Regions from separate parts of the Sus scrofa genome. Here region 2 is linked to region 1. A link is a contact called in public HiChIP or PLAC-seq data. All regions are on one chromosome and are shown on one strand. Each heading gives the region's core, a stretch centred on a gene start, on an enhancer-like site or on the middle of the called end of the contact. The rest is flanking DNA. Distances are from core to core; before and after follow the strand shown. Region 1 holds the start of ABCC10 (multidrug resistance-associated protein 7). Region 2 holds the start of TJAP1 (tight junction-associated protein 1).

Region 1 (3,739 bases), core at 221-2,720:
CTTTTGTTGTTGTTGTTGCTATTTCTTGGGCCGCTCCCGCGGCATATGGAGGTTCCCAGGCTAGGGGTTGAATCGGAGCTGTAGCCACCCGCCTACGCCAGAGCCACAGCAACGCGGGATCCGAGCCGCGTCTGCAACCTACACCACAGCTCGCGGCAACGCCGGATCGTTAACCCACTGAGCAAGGGCAGGGACCGAACCCACAACCTCATGGTTCCTAGTCGGATTCGTTAACCACTGCGCCACGACGGGAACTCCGAGAAAACCACAACTTCTATGGATTACAGGATGGACCTTCTTGTTTTCTCCTTACACTGTGAGTTCCCAAAGGACTATGTCAGTTTTGTTCCTTTGTTTTTGTTTTGCCTTGTTTTTGCTTTTTAGGGCCACACCCTTGGCATATGGAAGTTCCCAGGCCAGGGGTCGAATGGGAGCTACAGCTTCCATCCTATACCACATCACCTTAGAGAGGGTCACATTCTGTCCATTAGACTAGAGACTCCCAAAGACAGACTAGACTTTCCTCCTGCCTTGTCAGAAGCCAGAGCTTAAGATGACATTTAGCCATAACTAGCCATATAGGAATTAGTATAAAATCAAGGTGAGTTTAGCACCTGCAAATTATAGCCCCCAGTTCAGGAAGGATTAAGGTTCTGATTTTGCTCTTCTCTTCTACCCATTACATCTTTTCCACTTGAATACATATACTTTTCTTAGCCTAGAAACAATGAGGTTTCGTAGACGGAAGTGGTAAGGAACTGGTCCAACAACTTCAGAACATGTTAATCTTTTTGGCTTCAAAACACTGCTCACCCACTTTTGCCTCCAATTCATGACAACTGTGTTTGGGCATCTGAAGATCTACAGAAGTCATGATTTCTACATGGCATTGGGACTTTAAAAATGTGCCAGGCACTGCACTGTATGCTTAAACGCATTATGTAATTTAAATCTTCCAACAGTGCTATGAGGCTCAGGGAAGATAGTTAACTTGACCCAAAACAGAGTGGCAAAGTGGTGATGCCCAAATTTTATTCTTCTTTTGCCCCTACCCCACAGACATATTTCGGTTACACTGCCGCGGAAACGTGGGTTTCGAGCGAGGTCTGCAGGCACACATGGACGGGTGTCTTGCATCCCTCTCTACCCACCTCGGGTTGCCCCAGTGGCAGGCACTGAGCACGGCGAGGAGCGCGTGGGGCAGGGCGCTGAGCACCAGCTGGGTGAAGCAGTGGCCGGTGGTGTCCCCCTCCCACACTGGGAGCGGCTGCAGCGCGCTGGTACCGCACAGCTGGGCCAGGAACCGCTCCATGGAGGCCTCACCTGCGGGGAAAGCCGAGGGTGAAGAGGGAGAAGCTTTCCCTAGAAAAGAGAATCCGAATTCCCAAGTGCTAAGTGCGGAGAGCCGGCACCCGGGGGGCCGGGACGCTAATCAGGAAGCAGGGGTGGAGCCAGAGTGACAGCGCGTCCCCGGTGGAAGCAAAAGAGCGGGCTCCCGGCTTGGGGACCCTGGCCAGGCCCGCTTGGCACCCTCTAGAGGCGGGATGACCTCCCAGGCGCCTCTCGGGCCTTCCATTTGCAGGGTTTCTGTGCGCGTGCGCACCGCTCTCAGTCTGCGAAGGCCTGGGTAAACTCGCCCGCAGCTGTGGGTTGCACCAGGGTGTTTGGGCGCGCTTATGCTGCTCTTTTGCAGATGAATTCATCTCAGCTCTGATGCAGCGTCAGCCGTGCACTAATGTAGAATACTTGCTCCCATCTGTCTGCTGTTTACTAGCAGGCACATGCATTGCGCTTTCTAATTTTTTTTTTTTTTTTTTTTTTTTTTTTTTGCATTTTAGGGCCGCACCCGCGGCAAATGGAAGTTCCAAGGACAGGGGTTCCAAGCCGAGCTACAGCTGCCGGCCTACCCACAGTCACAGCAACTCGGGATCAGAGCCGCCTTTGACCTACACCACAGCTTAAGGCAACGCTGGATCCCTGACCCACTGAAGGAGGCCAGGCATCAAACCCCGCATCCTCATGAACACGGGTCGTATTCGTTTCTCCTTCACAAGGGGAGCTCCCACACTTTCTAATTCTTAAAACTTGCAGCAAGGGAAGCCAAACGTGAGAGCTATGCGCCACCTGGGGACACTTCCTCAGGGAAGTTACCTAACTTCTGTGAACCTGTTTCTTTATCTTTACAAAAGGGGGAATAACACCGTACCAAAGTACTGTTGAGAGAGTTGAATAATTAGTCCTATGGGCAAGTGCCTTGCTTAGAGTTGTCCTGCAATAAATAAATCTCTTTGGTAAGCAGTGGAAGAACATAAGCTTTATAGTAAAACAGATCGAGTTTGATTCCTGACCCTGCCAACTTTCAGCAGTGTGATCCTGGGCAAGTTACTTTTGCATCTTTTTTCCCCCTTTCTTTTCTTTTTACAGCGGCACCTGCTTATGGAAGTTCCCCAGGCTTGGGGTCAAATTGGAGTGGCAGCTGCAGGCCTTCGCCACAGCCGCAGCAAGGCTGGATCCGAGCTGCATCTTGGACCTAAGCCACAGTTTGTGGCAATGCAAGATCCTTAACTCAATGAGCAAGGAATTGAATCTACATCTTCATGGACACTATGTTGTGTTCTTAACCCACTGAACCACAACAGGAACTCCTACTTTTGCATCTTAGTTTTATTATTTGCTTAAAGGACACGATACTGGCTTACACCTCACTTAAGAATGCGCAGTGCCGGAGTTCCCGTCGTGGCGCAGTGGTTAACGAATCCGACTAGGAACCATGAGGTTGCGGGTTTGGTCCCTGCCCTTGCTCAGTGGGTTAACGATCCGGCGTTGCTGTGGCTCTGGCGTAGGCCGGTGGCTACAGCTCCGATTCAACCCCTAGCCTGGGAACCTCCATATGCCGCGGGAGCGGCCCAAGAAATAGCAACAACAACAACAAAAGACAAAAAAAAAAAAAAAAAAGAATGCGCAGTGCCCAAAGAAAAGTAGTTCAACAGATAACTCTGATTATCCCACTTAATCTCAAAAAGAGGCCTAGAATCTCTAATGTCAGAAATGAATGGTCCTATTTTTACAAAGTTAAATGCAGGTGTGCATTTCACACCCCTAATAATTAAGGGATTGGAGTAGGATGGGCCCCTGGGCTGAGAACAGCTGGGACTTATGAGGCTGAGTAAATTGGGCTTTGCTTCTCTCTCTTTTTTTTTTCTTTTTTGTCTTTTCCTTGAGCTGCTCCCGTGGCATATGGAGGTTCCCAGGCTAGGGTTCCCAGAGCCACAGCAACAGGGAATCTGAGCTGCGTCTGCGACCCACACCACAGCTCACAGCAATGCCAGATCCTTAACCCACTGATCAAGGCCAGGGATCGAACCTGCAACCTCATGGTTCCTAGTCAGATTCGTTAACCGCTGCGCCACAATAGGAACTCCGGCCTTTGCTTCTCTTTGACACTTCCTGGAGAGAGTTAATTGCAGGAGCTGAGCTCTGCAGGAGTAGAAAGATGACCACTTCAATCACTCCTGGGGTCAAGGAGATCTCCACAATTACACATGTGCAATAAGACCACTAGGGGTCAAAAAAGGAAGGGGCACCAGGCCATAGTAAGTCCTAATACAGTCCACAGGACCCCTTGCTCTGGAACCCATCTTTGCCAAAAGATGTGCATGTGTATTGGGGAAGGCTCTGGGTCTGGTCAGGTGTGAGAAAAAAAACAAGATAATTGGCCAAAGGAAAAGGAAGACCTGGA
Region 2 (3,899 bases), core at 687-3,186, 42 kb before region 1:
TGCTCGTAACGCTGACTTAGGCCATCCGCGTGGCATCAAAGGAAGTGAGGACCACGCTCACTCTACGGTTCCAGACTCCTTCTCTTCTCTCCAACCCCAAGCCCACTATCTCTCAAGCCATGCTTAGTCTGGCTAGTGAAACTGATGTTTGTAAAAATGTGGTTTGAGGAGTTCCGGTCGTGGTGCAGTGGTTAATGAATCCGACTAGGAACCATGAGGCTGCGGGTTCAATCCCTGGCCTCGCTCAGTGGGTTAAGGATCTGGCATTGCCGTGAGCTGTGGTGTAGGTTGCAGACACGGCTCAGATCCCATGTTGCTGTGGCTGTGGCTGTGGCGTAGGCCAGTGGCTACAGCTCCAATTAGACCCCTAGCCTGGGAACATCCACATGCCCTAAAAAAGAAAGACCAAAAAAAAAAAAAAAAAAAAGGTGATTTGATAGGAAGAAAATAAAGGAAGAGAAGAAAGCTACCAGAAGAGAAATGGGCAAGTTCTACAATGCTTTCCTTCCATCATCAAACTGATCCAGGCTATAAAGCGGCTCTCAAATTCTAGGGGTCTTAGGGACAGAATGATGTGAAAAACATTCGCAGAACCTTACACTGGTTACCTTAACCTCTTATCATACACTCATCTGGGTTTCCCCTCCCTAAACCCAGTCTGCCTTCCTCACTCTTCTGACCCCACTACCCACCAAATCCACACCTCCAAAGAACACTAATGGGCCCTTCTTACCAAAAGAAATGACCAAAAGAGGTGGGCATGCTGCAAGAGTGAATTCAGGAATGAGTTGGTGACAGCCAGTTCCTAAACGGTTAGTGAACACCATCAAAAATTTGTTTTCTTATGACTCCCCACCATCTGTCCCCCACATATCTCCACTTCAGGCAGAATACCAAACTGAAGATGTGACGGGGAGATCAAGGAAAATACAGTGAGCATGAAGGAAACTGCTTGTGACAGGGATGTGTTAAAATACTCTCAGCCTGATCTCTAGGCTCTTGTCCACATTTGCCTGCACAGGTAAAGGCATACAAGGCTCAATTCTACGCCCAACTCTCAAAAATGAGATCTAAGTAGAACACTAACTTAGAGATCACAGGCAAAGGGCAGCCTCTATGGAAAAGTGCCCTTCTCAGATTAAATGATTTTCAGCATCACTCGGAGCCCATGCACCCTGCACCCAGGGAGCATGCCAATCTGTCACCGGAGGCCACCTTACCCGCTCTGGGGTTGAGCTGGGGCAAGTCGCTACCTCTTCTTCTTTCCAAGTAGGCACTGTGATTTCTTCCAGTCCCTGGGGCCCCTGAGTCTTCAGCTGAAACTGGGGCACATGCTGCTATAAGAACTGTGGAAAGGCTGATCTAAGTCTAGAAAAGGGTCATCTGACTGGCTTTATTTCCTCCTTACCAAACCTGCCCAGCATCCTTCAGGTCTCTCGTTCCCCCTTCGCTATTATCTTCCTCCATGGATAAGACCCCTTTCCTCTCCTGCCGGCCTGGTACGGTTGGGCCTCGGCCCCATGCTCCGGACTTTTTACTCTCACTCTCTGCTAAGAAGTTCCCCTCTAATCTGTGACTCTGCTTCGTCCGGACTGCACACCTACTTCTGGTTCTCCGCTTCGAATCCCCTCCCCCAAGGCTACGACTGGAATTTAGGCCCCCTCCCCTCCATCCTTATCCCCCTTTTTTTCCTCTCCGCCTCCAACCTTTCACCACTCCATTTCCTCTTCTCAACCCCGAAGTTAGCCCCTCCTCCGCCCCAACTCCATGTTGGCGTCCCCGCGACCCCCCAACTCTAGACTCCCGGCCCATCTACTCCAATCCCAAAACAAACTTTCTGCCGCTGCCCACTGCCTTCAGGCCGCCATCTTGCCGCGGGGCAGGCTGGGTAGTGGCCACGGCCGCGGGAATCCCCACGCACCAGGCGCCGCGCGTCATCGGGGGCGTGGTCATGGGGTGTGGCCTCGGCTGTGGCTGTGGGGCGCCCGGTGGTAGGAAAAGATTTTGATACTGAAAAGACAAAAGCGAAAAAAAGAATGAGGTAAAACAGCACAAAAATACAGTGAGAGAATTGTAGCACTGGTTCCCCATCACTCAAAGGATAAAAGACAGCGTCTCAGCTTGCCACGTAGAAATTGGCAAGATCCAGCTTCTTCGCCCCTTCATCAGCCTCATTTTCCACCTCTCCGCAGAGATTTATGGATCCCAGCTGTCCTGTTTTCAGTCCCTTAATGCCCCTGGCATTATGAATTTCTACTCCTCCTTCAGCTTTCAACTCAAATTGTCACCTCCTCCAGGAAGCCTTCTCCATTTCCCCAGATTGGATTTGGTGCTCCTTTTGGTAGGTACCTCTAGCCACTTACACATAACTTCACTGTAGCTATCCTATGCTGTAATATATTTACATGCTGTGTCTCTCACTAAGCTGCTGCTCCTTCAGGGCAAAAATAATGTCTGGTTGCATCTTCATAGTCTGCAGCAGGTGCCTGACACACAATAAATGCTTAAAAAATAAATAGCATAGCATTCTGCACTAAGAATACTTCCGCCTCAGGGCTTTTAAGTTTGCTGTTCCCTGTGTCTGCGATGTGCTTCCTCCAGATATCTCCTCCCATTTGTGTCTCTGCTCAAATGTTACCACCTCAGAGAAGCATTCCCTGGCCACTCTATCTAAAACAACATCTCTAATCACTCTCCCCTACTCTGCTTTAATATTTTCTTTCATTGTACTTATCATTATCTGACATACTGTATTTTTCTTTGTTGACCATCTCCCACTGTAATGCAGACTCCAAAGATCTGGAACTTTTTCTCAGTCATTATTCTATCCCCAGCGTCTATGCATGGTAGGTACTCAATAAATGTTTATTGAATGAATGAATAGCATAGAGATGAGTAATAGAGGGATTCTGGATTTTTTTTTTTTTCTTTTTGGGGCTGCACCTCTGGCATATGGAAGTTCCCAGGCTAGGGGTCGAATCAGAGCTGGAGCTGCTAGCCTACACCACAGCCACAGCAATGAGGGATCCTAGCTGCGTCTGTGAGCTACACAACAGCTCACGGCAATGCCGGACACTTAACCCACTGAACGAGGCCAGGGATTGAGTCTTCATGGATACTAGTCAGGATTCTGCTGAGCCACAAGGGGAACTCCAGGATTTTGGAATGTATTGATGGGGAGAAGGTGTTGAAAATACTGTAAAATAGGGAAATGCATACATGGAAGGTACAGGTTCCCAAGGCCAGACTTGGCCACATCAGGAATGGGAGCAAAGACAGAAGCCAGACTCAGTGAGGGAGGGAGTAGGATGAGAGCCAGGTGAAACTGGAGCAGGGTCCTCAGGGAGCAGAGCTCTCCTGGAAAAGCCCCAGTTCAGGTAGAGAAAATGGGACGAGCTGGAGGCTGAGGAGTTTACCCAGATCTAAAGACAATATCCGAAGTTTCTATCGTGGCTCAGTGGAAACTAATCTGACTAGCATCCGTGAGGACTCAGGTTTGATCCCTGGCCTCGCACAGTACGTTAAGCATACAGCGCTGCCATGAGCTGTGGTGTAGGTTGAAGATGTGGTTCGGATCTGGCATTGCTGTTGCTGTGGTGTAGACCAGCAGCTCCAGCTCCAGCTCAACCCCTAGCCTGGGAACCTCCATATGCCATGGGTGTGACCCTTAAAGCAATAAAATAAAATAAAATAATAAAAAAGACAATATCCACGCCAAGCCCAGGCCTCTTTGGCCAGATGGTTCCGGAGAAGCCTTAGCATCTGTTCTTCCGTAAATTATCCAGTGCTCCCTCCTGCCTGTCTTCTCTGGTGACAGCCGGAACAATCGTTCAGGAATTCCATCTGCTCCCCTGTCCTTCTCCCCCCGCAACAGTTCATCAACATTTCAGAGTGGAGAG

What was found. HiChIP or PLAC-seq counts read pairs in DNA pulled down with a chosen protein or histone mark.
Region 2: a contact with region 1 is called in an H3K27ac HiChIP or PLAC-seq map of alveolar macrophages. The contact joins the promoter of TJAP1 here to the promoter of ABCC10 in region 1. A contact is called at or near these places in 1 of 47 Hi-C or Micro-C datasets (blood) and 1 of 2 datasets of contacts at active chromatin or transcription factors (alveolar macrophages).

What each region holds. Positions count from the first base shown.
Region 1 is chr7:38,430,451-38,434,189 of Sscrofa11.1, reverse strand. It overlaps ABCC10 (multidrug resistance-associated protein 7), which reads right to left and starts at 1,470. Exons shown (of 21, transcript XR_002345741.1): 1 at 1,152-1,470.
Region 2 is chr7:38,473,218-38,477,116 of Sscrofa11.1, reverse strand. TJAP1 (tight junction-associated protein 1) reads right to left here and starts at 1,936. Exons shown (of 10, transcript XM_021098776.1): 1 at 1,835-1,936; 2 at 1,221-1,322.